2 separate regions of the Zea mays genome follow, and region 2 is linked to region 1. A link is a contact called in public Hi-C data. All regions are on one chromosome and are shown on one strand. Each heading gives the region's core, a stretch centred on a gene start, on an enhancer-like site or on the middle of the called end of the contact. The rest is flanking DNA. Distances are from core to core; before and after follow the strand shown. Region 1 holds the start of LOC100193513 (ATP-dependent protease La (LON) domain protein). Region 2 holds the start of LOC100279625.

Evidence for each region. A called contact is a pair of places that touch in the nucleus more often than the background predicts.
Region 2: a contact with region 1 is called in a Hi-C map of ear, with 3 times the contacts expected there. The contact joins the promoter of LOC100279625 here to the promoter of LOC100193513 in region 1. A contact is called at or near these places in 2 of 25 Hi-C or Micro-C datasets (ear and tassel).

What each region holds. Positions count from the first base shown.
Region 1 is chr6:171,827,424-171,833,819 of Zm-B73-REFERENCE-NAM-5.0, forward strand. It overlaps LOC100193513 (ATP-dependent protease La (LON) domain protein), which reads right to left and starts at 2,279. Exons shown (of 10, transcript NM_001138625.1): 1 at 2,033-2,279; 2 at 1,247-1,332; 3 at 1,093-1,170; 4 at 356-468; 5 at 202-267. The coding sequence starts at 2,202.
Region 2 is chr6:172,044,997-172,051,392 of Zm-B73-REFERENCE-NAM-5.0, forward strand. LOC100279625 reads right to left here and starts at 4,085. Exons shown (of 2, transcript NM_001152621.1): 1 at 3,604-4,085; 2 at 2,049-3,258. The coding sequence starts at 3,915. The coding sequence ends at 2,422.

The DNA of each region.
Region 1 (6,396 bases), core at 1,029-3,528:
CTAGAGATGAGATAATCTTGAAGCTTTATGCACACAAAATCAATAGTATTTAGTCAGGGGACACATGATTAGACACATGGCAGTTCATACGCGATTCAATTGTTCTTTAGAAGACATCCAACCACATGAAAGTTTGGTGAACAATCGCTAATTGATCTACAAAATGGAACAGAAATCACAGTAGAAACAGGTGTGCAAGACCTCTGCGGTTGTTCCAACTGAAGCAGTAGCATAATGTCGATGATTTGGGAGTCGTCGCATGAGAACCTGGATAATTGGACCATAATCACTACAAATAAAATCAACAAGAAAAAGTAGCAGGCTAGCAGTTGAATTTAACATGATTGGCACGTACCACCCCAATTGTGCATGGAGCATCGACCAGTCTCAAAGCTTTGTCAATAGTTACTACTAATCTATCCTGAATTACTCTGAGAGGCAGGGTAGCTCCAGGAAATAGAACAACGCCTGCAAAACCAAAATGCACAGACCATTATTTCTGATACACTGTTTATGAGAGCTGACAGTTTTAAATTATGGCTGCAATCTGTTAATGCATTGTCCGGCATAGTCAAGTGAAAGATCGGTGGATGTGTGTCTCATCTCTAATGCACAGGCTTTGCAGCCAAGGCGAAGTTTTCTCACATAACCGATATCCATACACATTCAAGGATCCCAAAGAACTAGTATAAATCGCAAATCATTCTTGATTGACAAGAGAAACCCTAATCCTTCTGGACGTTCCTATTGGGCACCATGCAGGAGCTGTTCAATTTCGCATGTCTTATATTTACTGCATAAATATGAATACATTTGTAACATTATTATACTGCTACAAAACAAGATAAACTTCCACATACCCACTAACAGTACTAACAGGTATAGAGAAACTTGTATCCATGCCACTTGAATGATATAATTTAAACAGGAACATGCGAACCACAACTTAGAAGAGCAGATAAAAATATGATGAATGAAAGTACAGTGGAGTTGGAGCAAATGTTACTTATCTCCCTTTAATATAAATACTGAAAAGATGATCAAAAGAAAATAAAGAATGTAGGAGAGAGAATAAGTACAATCAGATATTACCTTGAAGATAAAACATTGGCAAGTTGAGGATTGTGCCACCATCTAAAAGAGTAACTCTACCCCGAGTATCGTCAACCTCTGAGTGATATAAAAAAAAGAGCTTCACAGTTTGCAATCGGCATGATAAACATGTTAAGATTAGGTTGACATTTACCGCCAAGGTATGTGTGCAGTGAAGCTAGAGACCTATTGAATGTGAATGGTCCAGAGGTGCTAGCCACTCCATCTCCATTGTTATCTCTGATAAATAGAAACATTCAAATGGTTGAACAAATTTGGATAAACATCTAAACAATACTACGAAAAAGTCTGTAGGCGGTCTCCAAAGGTACCAAATCTCTGTATAGAAAGAATGAAGTGAATAAGCACAGAAATTGTAAGGCTGAACATTGCTCTAAGCTAACTGCAATTTTCAGCAGTCAACAAACTTATCATGAATTCCATTTGAATCAAAACACAAGGCATTGCAAGAATGGAAAAATAATCGCAAAGAGAGCAAGCTATTATTTTTTCATTCTAAAATGTGAAGGAAAATGGATCTAAAATGTGAAACGTCGGTGAAGGATGCGAAGTTAACACTACCCCGACTTTCCAGAGTTGTTGTTCCTTTAAGCTGAAATCCCCAAATCCCCATCCTAGGCAAATAGACTAGCTCCTCAAGGCTGGATTTCGGACGCTTAAGATCTTCATAAGCTTAACGATCTCCGACCACAGCCTCCAAATTGCCACGTTGAAATGTTACCGAAAACTAACTGCACTGGCTAGGCCTTTGCTAAATCAACTCTACAAGAAATGGATAAGCAACATCGGTACCTACGACAAATACATGGAGCAGCACAGTGGGGCCCACCGTTGGAGGAGGAGGAGGAGGGTAAAATACACGCATGGAGTTGAAGGAAGGATTGTACAGTGGTCTCGTGGCCAGTGTCCTTCGAATCACCTGAGGAAGGCATCGACGTCGTAGTCCTCCTCGTTGCCGTCACCCTCCTCTTCCTCCTCGTCTTCTTCGTTGTCGTCGACGACCTCCACGTTGAGCTCCTCCATGTCGAGCTGCAGGATCTCCTCCATCTGCCGCCGCTCCCGCGGCGGGATCCCCTCCCAGTCCGCCATCACGCCACCGCCCGCCGGTGCCGGGGACGGAGCCAGAGAGTCAGAGACACCACCCCAGAAACGCAAGCGAGATTTGGCCAATCTTCGGTTCGTCTCCTCGCCTTTCTGCTGGGTTGTATGGTGGCCGCGGGCCCGCGGCCCACTTGTCCATTAAGACACTTCTCGACGCGGTCAAGCTCTTTTCCCCTCTAGCGTCAGGCCCACGTGTATACGGCCCAACCATCACTCGCCCTATCCCGGCAGCCCGATTCTGTGGCCTGTCATACCGGCAATTGTGTTCTTGTCGAGTGTAATTGTGATTTTGTCCATCAAAATTCGACTTTGTGATTTCTTGTCTTTTTTTTAAACGAAAAACAAGGCTGTCTCTGTGAAATAGGACATATAAATATAAATTTATCCTTCAATCATAATTGCCACTCCTTTGAAGGATAAAATCACAATTACCACACAACAGGTTTTTCAGTGTAACATACATCCTTCGTCTAGGCTCTTAAGCTAGTGCTGCTGAGTGCCGACTAGCTAAGTAAGAGCAGCCTAGACTGATGTGGTCTGGTCAAAAAAACTCGATGGAGTTCGCGTCGTGAGATTCTTTGATGTTTGTGTTTATGTGCAACTGTTCAGAAGAGTCAGTAACCATTGAGAGGCTTTGGTTTCGCTGGTCGATAATGTAAGCAGCAGTGTTGGAAATAGATGACCGGAGCGGCAAACGTGTCGTGAGTTTGATGTCTCTAGCTGAGTTGGTTAGGTGGTCTAATCAGCCTAAATTTGACTCGGTTGTCTCTATCGGACACCTGATGCACGTTACTCAACTAACATTAACCTCTACTTCTGTATTTTTGGCACAAACTGGAAAAAAAACTTTATTAAGATAAGCATTTGGTAAATATCTCTCTTAACTTCTCCCTAGTTAACTTATTCCTCAATGGGGAAGTGACTTAGTACTCGGTAAGGACGGAAGAGAAGAAGAAAAGACAACAATATTCCTTTTCCTCCATTTCATATCTTTGCAAGGCCCTGAGCATATGGTGATTTCATGGGCCACACGCCCACACAGCCTATGGTTGCTCTATTTTCGAACGTTTTGTTTGAATGTTCATGTGCGTTGGGGTGGTTGGATATACTAGAATTTTAAATGAAATTTATGTTAGATCGTTCTGACCTATATAGATTGATATAGTTTTCCACGCAGAAAACGACCCCAAGCCTGCACCGCGGACCATCTGCACTGCACGGCAGCGCCGGCCTGCGTGGAGCGATTTGGCTCAGCACGGCCGGCTTCGTTCGAAAGTGGAAAAAGTTGACAAGCAGTACGCGAGCGCGGGAGCACGATTGGAATTGTTTGACGTCGTCGACGCTGCCGAACGTGCCGGCCACCAATTGGTTCCCCGCGTCCCTGCCCTGCCAATGCTGCCATCACCGAGGAAAAATCTCGGTTTTACCCATGGATAAATAAAAATATCAGGAGTGGAGTGCCATTTCGGGCTAGTAGCGGTACGGTGACATAGCTGCGGAAGGCCATTCCCGTGGTTTCTTGAGGAGCCGAGGGCTCTCTCGGCTTTAATTTGGGCTCCACAAAGCTTCCAAAGCGTCACGCGCGGGCACGCTTTATGAATGTTGGAGGCTTTAGACTGTGTTCAACGGACGCCGCTACCACTCCCCTCCCCTAACACTGTAGCCGTTTTAGGGGCTACAGTGCGCCCCTATTCTCTTCACCGCCTTCCTCCTCCTCCTCCTCCTCCTCCTCTCCCCTCCCGATTCCTTCTCTCTCCCGCTAAATGGATGGGCACGCTACGGCGCTCGCGTGCCCTCCGGTTGCTAGCTTCCCAGAGAAGCCCGCGCGGTCGGAAAACTCCGAGGAGCGAGCTCCAGGCGACTCCACGGACACCGCACCACCGCCGGAGATATTTGCCGTGGATCCGCCATCCGCCGCGATTGATTTGCCTTGCTCCGGGCGGCGAGCAGCAGATGCCGCCGTCCACGCGGATCCCCTCGGCAGCTTCGCCGAGCGGCGACCCGGTCGATCCGTGCGAAGACGCCGCCGTCGGTCGTGTTCGCACGCCAGTTCGTCGTCTGCGGGACTCACGTCAAGGCGACATATTCCAATCGGCGACATATCGACGCTCACCAGATCTGCTTCTTTCGAGCTGCGACGTCGAAGGTACGCCCCTTTCTCTCCTCCCAGTTTTTCATGTCGGATTCAATCCGTGACCCAAAAACATCTCCGTGTCTTTAAACCGTACCGTTTACATGTACATGTACTTGATTTAGTAGCTGGATTAATTTGTTCATGGCGATTTGGCCAGTTAGGGTTTACTGGTTGTCCCCATCGCCTATTGTTAGGCTTTTACACTTACCTGATCCGTCGTTATCTTGTAGAGCATGTGCAAGCCTAATAGTTTTTCGAGCATACGATACAACACGAAGAGTCGGGTGTGATTTTCATAGTCGTCATCGTGGCGTGCTTATTGTTTGTTCAAGCACCTAAGTCGATCAGCTCAAATAATATGTGCTCATGTCAGTTGTATGTTCATTGCTCAGTCTTGCTGGTACACAATTCATTGTTCATATTGGAATGCCAACAACTAAGCACGAATTACCGTTCATTTCCTCATGACAACCCCTTTGTTTGATGCATACCCCTTTTTTTGCATTCTAATAAGTTACTCTGTTTATGAACTCCACTTAGTTAACATACAACCCCTTTGTTTGATACATCAGTAAACATTGCATGCAACTAACGAAACCTTCACTTATTATGCAGCTTCAAATATTTATTTCATTATTTGACGTCCACTTCAACTAACTGAGGTTCTAAATCCTTTTTTCGCTTTAGTTATTTGTTTATAATCAACTTGTTAAGTGTACTGTCCATGTCTGAAGTCTGTGCTCCCATGTTTGTTGTGCAAGTTCATTTTATTAGAAGCCACGAACATAGTCACCCAGGCATGGATACTGTGATCAATTAATTTACAGGGCATACACATTGCAACCAACAATTGTTGGTAAATTGCAACAATTGTTTAGTTTGTAACTGTTTCACATTTGTTTATTGCATTGGTACCAACTTTTGTTTCCTAACTGACATTAACACTTGAATTTACCCAAATAGTAACCGAAGTGCCCCTAATTTTTTGATGTATGCACCTTGTCTAGCCAAGGAGGAAGTGCTTGACGATTGAAAACAAGATGAGCAGCCATGATGTCAAACTGGTGCAAAACTTGGTCCTCAATCTTGCTTCCTCAGTGGAAAGTCGTGCAGTCAATATTAGGACCTTTTTAGAAGAGGCTTTCCGTCATTTGGGTGACGAGCATTACCTTCTGAATGCTCTACTTGCTATTCGAAAAGAGGTAGACCTGATGGAGCAAGATGCAATTGAGAGCAAAGCAAGGTCTGACCCAGAGAAGGATAGGATGGAGGAACAAATTAACCTTGCTCAGGATGCCAAGCCCGTGCCTAGACAAATAACTTTCACTCCCCCATCCTCACCAGAATTGTATGAAGCCAGTGACAATGACTCCTACGATTCCGACAGGTCCACTAGGTATAGCATTTGGAACCTGTAATAATGGTACGTAGAACCTGGTCGTAGTAGTACTAATGCATCCAAATAAAGTAGCAACCTGTGTGGTATGTGTTTGATGCTTGCAGTAACCGATGTAAGAACGGTTCCAGCTTATCTTACTTTTGTACGAACCTGTTCTGGGATGCTTTATCCTTTTGTAGTCAACTTATTTCCAATGCTTCATCCTGTTGTTCGTAATGTCTGAAGCTGATTTGCAATGCTTTAAAGTCTGACGTTTACAGTTCAAGTTTGTTATGTGTTGTCCAACTTAATGTATTTATGTATTTCATTCCAGAATGGCTGACAACAACTCAAACACTCCTTATCGACCACCTGCTGCCAGCCCCAATACAGGTAACCAAATTTTCCCCCCACCCTTGTGGGATCCTCAGATGTGGCAGCCCCAAGGGTTCGACCCAACACAGGCTTCAACATTTACTAATCCTTCAAATTCCCATATGACAAATCCTACCTGGTCCCAGGGACCTAATGACCCATCTGGATATACATTTCGTACACCATGGAACCCATATTTTGGTATGACAACTCCTGGGGGTCCTCCTACACAAACATGTTTCGGTCCACCACAAATGGTACCACCCATTCCATGTCCACCGGTGCCCACCCATGT
Region 2 (6,396 bases), core at 2,835-5,334, 220 kb after region 1:
GGTATTACATTCTGGCGGCCTGAACCGCTCTAACACTTGTGTTCTCGTGTTCTTCCAACTAATCAGGCAATCCATAGGCTGCCTCCACATCTTAAGATCAGGGCAGGTACACTCCACCACCCGGCCGAAGAATTTTTCTCTCCTACATGTATAATCTCACAAGCATAATTGCTCGCGCTCTTACATTGATAAAGAGAAAGATCGATCATTAAACGGTGCATGATATGTTCCATATGAATTCCGTGGTATTAAGCTTGCTGGTCATGATATGTTCCATATGAATTCCGGTGCATGATGTGTTAACAAAAAAGAATTTATTTTCTCCCTTTGTTCGTTGTTGTGTTCAGCGTAGCGCTCAACGTGCATGTACGCATCACAAGTGTTTCCACTTCCGAGTAGTGCTGACTGAATTAAATTCCCCCCGCGCACGTAGCTATCTATCTCCATGACTTGTTATTAGTTGTTTGCTTCATATATAATTCGTACCGGCTGCTATAACGTTTTGCTGCAGTAGTCCAAACTGCATGGCAATATAATAATGAATGGACATTCCAAGATCGCATACATGGTACATACGTACGTATTCATCTAACCTGCAAAAATGGTGGCATCAAAGTGCTGAAAGAAAGGGCGTGTTCGGCTGGCTGCAAGCCGACACTGTTGCAGCTGTTTGGACTGCTGCAGCTGCAATCCATAGAGAGAAAAATACTGTAGAAGCCGCAGCCGTAGCCGGATTGCAGCCGCAGCAAGCCGCAGCGAACAAGCTGAAAGCTCCCTTCGCTTTGGACTTTGGTCATCATAGAGTCAGACAGTACGAACCACCTACATAAAATTTCCGGAAACCGATACTGCGGCATGCATATGCATGACTCGCAAATGTCGTCCTGAGAGTGAAGTGGGGCCGGCCGGCATGAAGATTAGAGAAGGTATCCAGGACACCAGCGCAAGCGTTTCTTCGCTTGTACAGTACGATACTAAGGAGCAAGCGGTTTTTCCTAACATGCTGTAACGTGTCAGACAGACCATCTTCTTTACCAACTCTAGTAAGTAGTACGTACTCCTTCCTTCCTATATAGCTAGTTTCTCTCCAGTCCAGTCGTCTCGTCTCCATGCATGCACAGCACAGCACAGCACAGAAATAAATTAGGCACCCGGAAGGAGTGGTGAGTGCCCTTTGCTTCCTGCGAAATCTATCAGACGTCGTCGATGCACTTGCCATTACATTTACCGGTACCCGCTCCGTGCGCGGGGGGGGGGGGGGGGGGGGGGGGGGGGGGGGGGGGGGGGGGGGGGGGGGGGGGGGGGGGGGGGGGGGGGGGGGGGGTGCTGTAGTGCTGTACCAAAGGACAGGTACTGGTAGCTAGCTAGCAAAAGCACGCATCCAATCCAATAGGGTAATTCGACGCATCCAAAAACGGGCCCAAACGAGGAGGATCATAATCCAACAACAGCGCCGGACCAACCCCCCCCCCCCCCCCCCCCCCCCCTTTTCTTTCTTTTTCACAGCGAGCGAAGTGGTTGGAATTGGATCCAATGCTCTGGCCGGCCTGCACTGCAACCATACCCAAACCCCACATGCCGTACCACGCTGCTACACGTACAGGATGCTGGCATCTGGTAATAGATCCCAACAATAATCACTCTTTACGTTGCTGCTTTTGTCTTCATTGGGTTCGGAGACCTGACCATGACCATTCAGGTTGAACATGAGCTGTGTGTGTGTGTTTTTGCATTGCAAGATATGCCAAGACTCCGACGATCACGTGCACCTTTTTCAGTTTTTTCACCCTACTCTCTGCTGGTTAGCAGGAGTGCTCCGTACTACTTTTTGGTTTGGTTGCTCACACCACACTCACCCTCTCACGCTTCTGATCGTGGGTCCTGTGGCTTTAATTTGTGAGCCGTGAGTCCCCCTTTATCATTACAGCGATCGGTTCAGCAGCAGAGAGCGAATCGTCGTCTTGCTCGCCGAAACGCAGACAAGATTGGGATTTCACAAAAAACAATGAAACAACTAGGAGTACAGTATGAAGGCTCACACTAGCTTTGAAGTCTGAACTTTAGACCTGCTTGTTTACTCTTCCTCTAGGAGCTCTGCATTATACAAATCTCAAAAACATGCTAAGAAAGAAAGCCGGGGTGGGGGAGGCTAAGAAAAACAACTCCCTAGAATTATTTTCTAAGGTGTCAGAAACTCAAAGGTCCGAGAAGAAAGGTTCAAGCAAAAAAAAAACACGAGAAATCGAGAGAGAAACAAAAAAAAAATTGAAGATTTCGGAAAAGATAGTCTGGTGAAAATACAAAGGAAAAACTGGAGGGAAAAACTCCTAGAAAATAAAGATCAGTTTTTGGTTGCGCTGAATTATTATTCCTGGGCTATTGGATCAGACTCTAGAGAGAGCAAATGACCAGACGGCGTCCCTAGATGAGCTGACGGAAGTCCGGCCCTATGTGGCTGTGGACCAAGAAGTCGTCGCCGATGAGCGGCGCCGCCGGCCCGTCGAACAGCAGCGGGCTCGGCGCGTGCATCAAGTTCAAGGTCCCGCCGGCGCCGACGTGGGCGAGGGCCTGCTGCGGCTGGTACTGGTGGTGGTGGTGCGGGTGCGCCTCCTTCTGGCGCTGCAGCTCCAGCACCTTCCGGTGGGAGTTGGAGTGCTTCGACACCACGAAGGTCGGGCTCGCCGCCGGCCGGTACTCCGGCACGAGGCGGCCCGACTTGTACCGCACGCCGCACGCGTTGCACAGCGTCTTGGGGCCCAGCGGCCCCGTCCTCCACTGAGGCGTCTTGTCGGTCTCGCAGTGCAGGCACCGCCGCCCCTCCCCCGCGCCCGCCGCCGCGGCGTTGTTTGGCACCGGCGGCAGCGACGGCGACGGCGCCTCCTTCTTCTTCGCAGGCTTCAACGGCTTCCTGGCCGGGAACGCCAGCGCCGCGGTGCCGGAGCCGGACTCGGACGGCGAGATGGCCGCGGACGGCGGCGAGCCGGGACTAGGTGGCGGGAGCACGACCAGGCGGGAGGCCCAGCTGCATGGCGCGACGCGCGACCGCTTGCTGCGTGCCTTGCCCAGCACGGGCGCCTCCTGTGGCAACACGCCAGCGGCCGGCTGTGCCTGTGCGGCGGCGGGCGCGGGCGCGGGCGCCATCGCGGTTGCAGCCGGCGGAATGCCGGTGATGAGCTGCAGCTTCTTCAGATCCTCCGTGGGAAAGTTGTCCTCGCCCAGGTAGTTGGACAGCCATTCCAGCTCCGCTAGTTGGTCGTACTGCGCAGGCGCAGGGATTCATTCAGAGCAAGGAAAAAACCGGTCAGCAATGGAGCCGTCAACTAAAAGTCAATGAATCAGCTCAGCACCCAACTATTTTTTCGAGTGGTTGCCTGCAGAGTGCAGTGGCGAGCGTTCAGGATGACGCCGCTATTTCTGGGTCGCATGAGTTACTACTATTCAGGGGTGACGTTTCCCTCCATTGGAAGAGAAATTTAATGGGTGCCGGTGGAGCTCGGACGGATCAGCGGAACCGTGAATTCTTCCGACAAAACGCGTAAAAAACCGAACAGTTCGCCGGAATTCATGGAAGAAAACAACGAGAGGCTTTGGCGGGAGTTTTACCGGCTCGCACAGCCCGCCGGAGAAGTCCCCGTCGGCGAGGCCGGAACCCGAGATGGAATTGCTGCAGCTGTCCAGCGCAGTCACCGCCGACGATTCGTTCTTCGACGCGTTACCGGCGGCACCCTCCTCCCCGCCGGCGCCACAACCCCGGTCCAACACCGCAGCCTGCTTACTCCCGTCCCCTTCCCAGTCGCCCACCACCGTCTCCTCGTCGTCGTCGTCGCACGGCAGGTCGAGTAGGTCGTCGACAAGGAAGAGGTCCGCCTCCTTCTTCACACTCCCGCCGCCCGCGCACTCGGCCGAAACCTCCATTCACCGCAGAGAATTTGTCTGTTGTTCCCTTCCTCCACTCCCTCGCCTCCGCTTATTTCTGTCCTGATTTTTTTCTGCGCGCGTAGAGTGGCAGGCGGAAATAGAGAGAGAGAGAGAGGAGAGAGAGAGAGAAGGAGAAGGGTTTAATTGGGACGCGTCCCGCGTCCGTGGCGTTGGAGGGCGGAGTGGAGGACGACGAGGAGGGGGAAGGTCAGCAGAGATGAACGGTTCCGAAGGAGTAAATAAAGCCAAGCCACAGCCGTGTCCACAGGCACTCCCTCCCGGCTGGAAACTACTACAGGCAGCTGTAATTGCCTGTTAAAACAATGAGACGTATCTCTTTTTTACAGCAGTAAAAAAATCCCGATATTAATGGTGGTTGTAAAAACTAAAAATAGGGCGGAAGAAAAAAATCAGACATGTTTGGAGGCTTCACAGTCGAAGTCGAGCAATGACAGCTGTTGTAGTGCTGCTCGACAGGAGAAAAAACAAGGAGAAATTGATGGCTGCAAATGGAAGTAACGAGTTCCTCGATTTGTTGCGTTTACCGCGTGGGTAATTGCTGCAGTGTGCTTGAGTTTTTATCGTACTCTGGCTGCAAGCTAAAATTTTGCACGTCCCCCTATCATACCAAGGCTATTAGGAACTATCAACGTACTCTTATCACGTACAAAAGTTTATCAATCGAAAGTTTTAGTTTGATTTTACGTGTATATGTACGAAGGTGGTTTTGTGCAGTGGCGTAGCTAGAATTTTTTGGTAAGGTATGCCATTAGATTTTTTATAAAAAATTTAATATAATATATAATAATTTGGTATATAATTCAAAATATAAAGATAAAAATAACATATAACACTATAGATTTAACATTTAAGTCTATAAATGTATATATTAGAATGCAAATATAATATATATCAGTATTTTTTATATGAATCTTGGTGGACTGGTGATCCGATGGGCCGGCTTAGGATATGTCGTGGCCCACCTGGACCACCCACTATCTACGCCACTGGTTTTGTGTATACTCTCTATTTGATTGGTTGTCCGCACCATCTTATCTTGGACTATAGTATGTGTTGACTTTGTCTGAGTTTGTATTTGGTTGTGTGCACGTGAGAGAAAGAGACTAAATGATCGAATGCAAAATAAACTATTTTAAGAGCATATGTCTGCACCACGCGCGGGTACCTGCAAAATGGTCGTATCCCCGGGTAGGACGGTGAGAGCCCGCGCGCCCATCCAATCAGGCGATGTATGTGTCCCCTTTAGGGCTTGTTCGGTTCTACCCCAATCCATATGGATTGAGGGGGATTGAGGGGGTTTCAATCCCTAGTAAGTCAAAATCCCCTCCAATCCATATCAATCCCCTCCAATCCATATGGATTGAAAATAACCGAACAAGCCCTTAGTTTTACATCTCAATTGTGTGCTAGACATGCCGAAGCTAAACAAATCACTATGTATAAGTTGATTATTGTGATATTGTCTTATGAAACGTTTCCGTGTACAGGTTTTACGCATATACGGCATGAGGTACATTTTTGTTTCCTGGTGTTCGGCCATGAATTTCGACTTACGTTGGGGGGTGGGGGGGTGGGCTGGTACGGAAAATCGAGCTGAGCTGCGCACTCCGGAGGGCCCGCCGGGGGCACCATCATATAGAAGTAGCATCACATGCATGCTGGGTCATCATAGCATGGCACATCATGTCACGTTATCATAAACTTTGTCCACAAAAAAATGCACCTACGAAGGTTAATCAAACCTACCGTCGTGTGCTACTGTGCTGTGCTACATTGACCCATCGATTCATTAGGGCGAAAGTGTAAAGGGAAAAAAGAATACTCCATCTACTAACGGTGAATCATGAGCACATCGGTACTTGAGTTGTACATTTTTTATATAGAGAGAGCATAGCAAATTCCTTTCTTTTTAACTATAGCAACCTAGCACAGCAGCGTTAAAAAAGGCGTTCCTGTCACCCATGTTATTAGCATAGCAAGCACTGCACCACCGTGATTGTGGCTAGTCGAGCGTGCTGGGGTCACCTCCCCGGAAGGTGCTCATGCTGTCACGCACAGGCCCGCCTCGTGCTACCACGTAACTACCACGTGGCCGAGCCCGCCGCTGTTCGCTCTCGGGCCGTTGGATGACGCAGCGTTAGACACGTGGGAGCCATCGGAGTCAGCCTAGCGATAAAATATTGACGGGCTGTTGGTGGGCTGCGTGACTTGCGTCAGAAATGGTCCGGCCCTGCGTGGTCTCCGATCCCTAGGTGGATTGGCCTTGGAAAGCGTGACAGTGTCTGGGGCGCTTCAGTTTTTTGCTGGGTTTATTCAGGGACGAAAAATGAAAATGTTCATCTCAATTATCGGATTGTCTGTATCCGCTAAAAAGCGTATATACATACTCCTATCCAAATCCAATTTTTAGTATAGAAATTAAAGTGGATATATCTGTATCCATTTAGCAAAATTGAA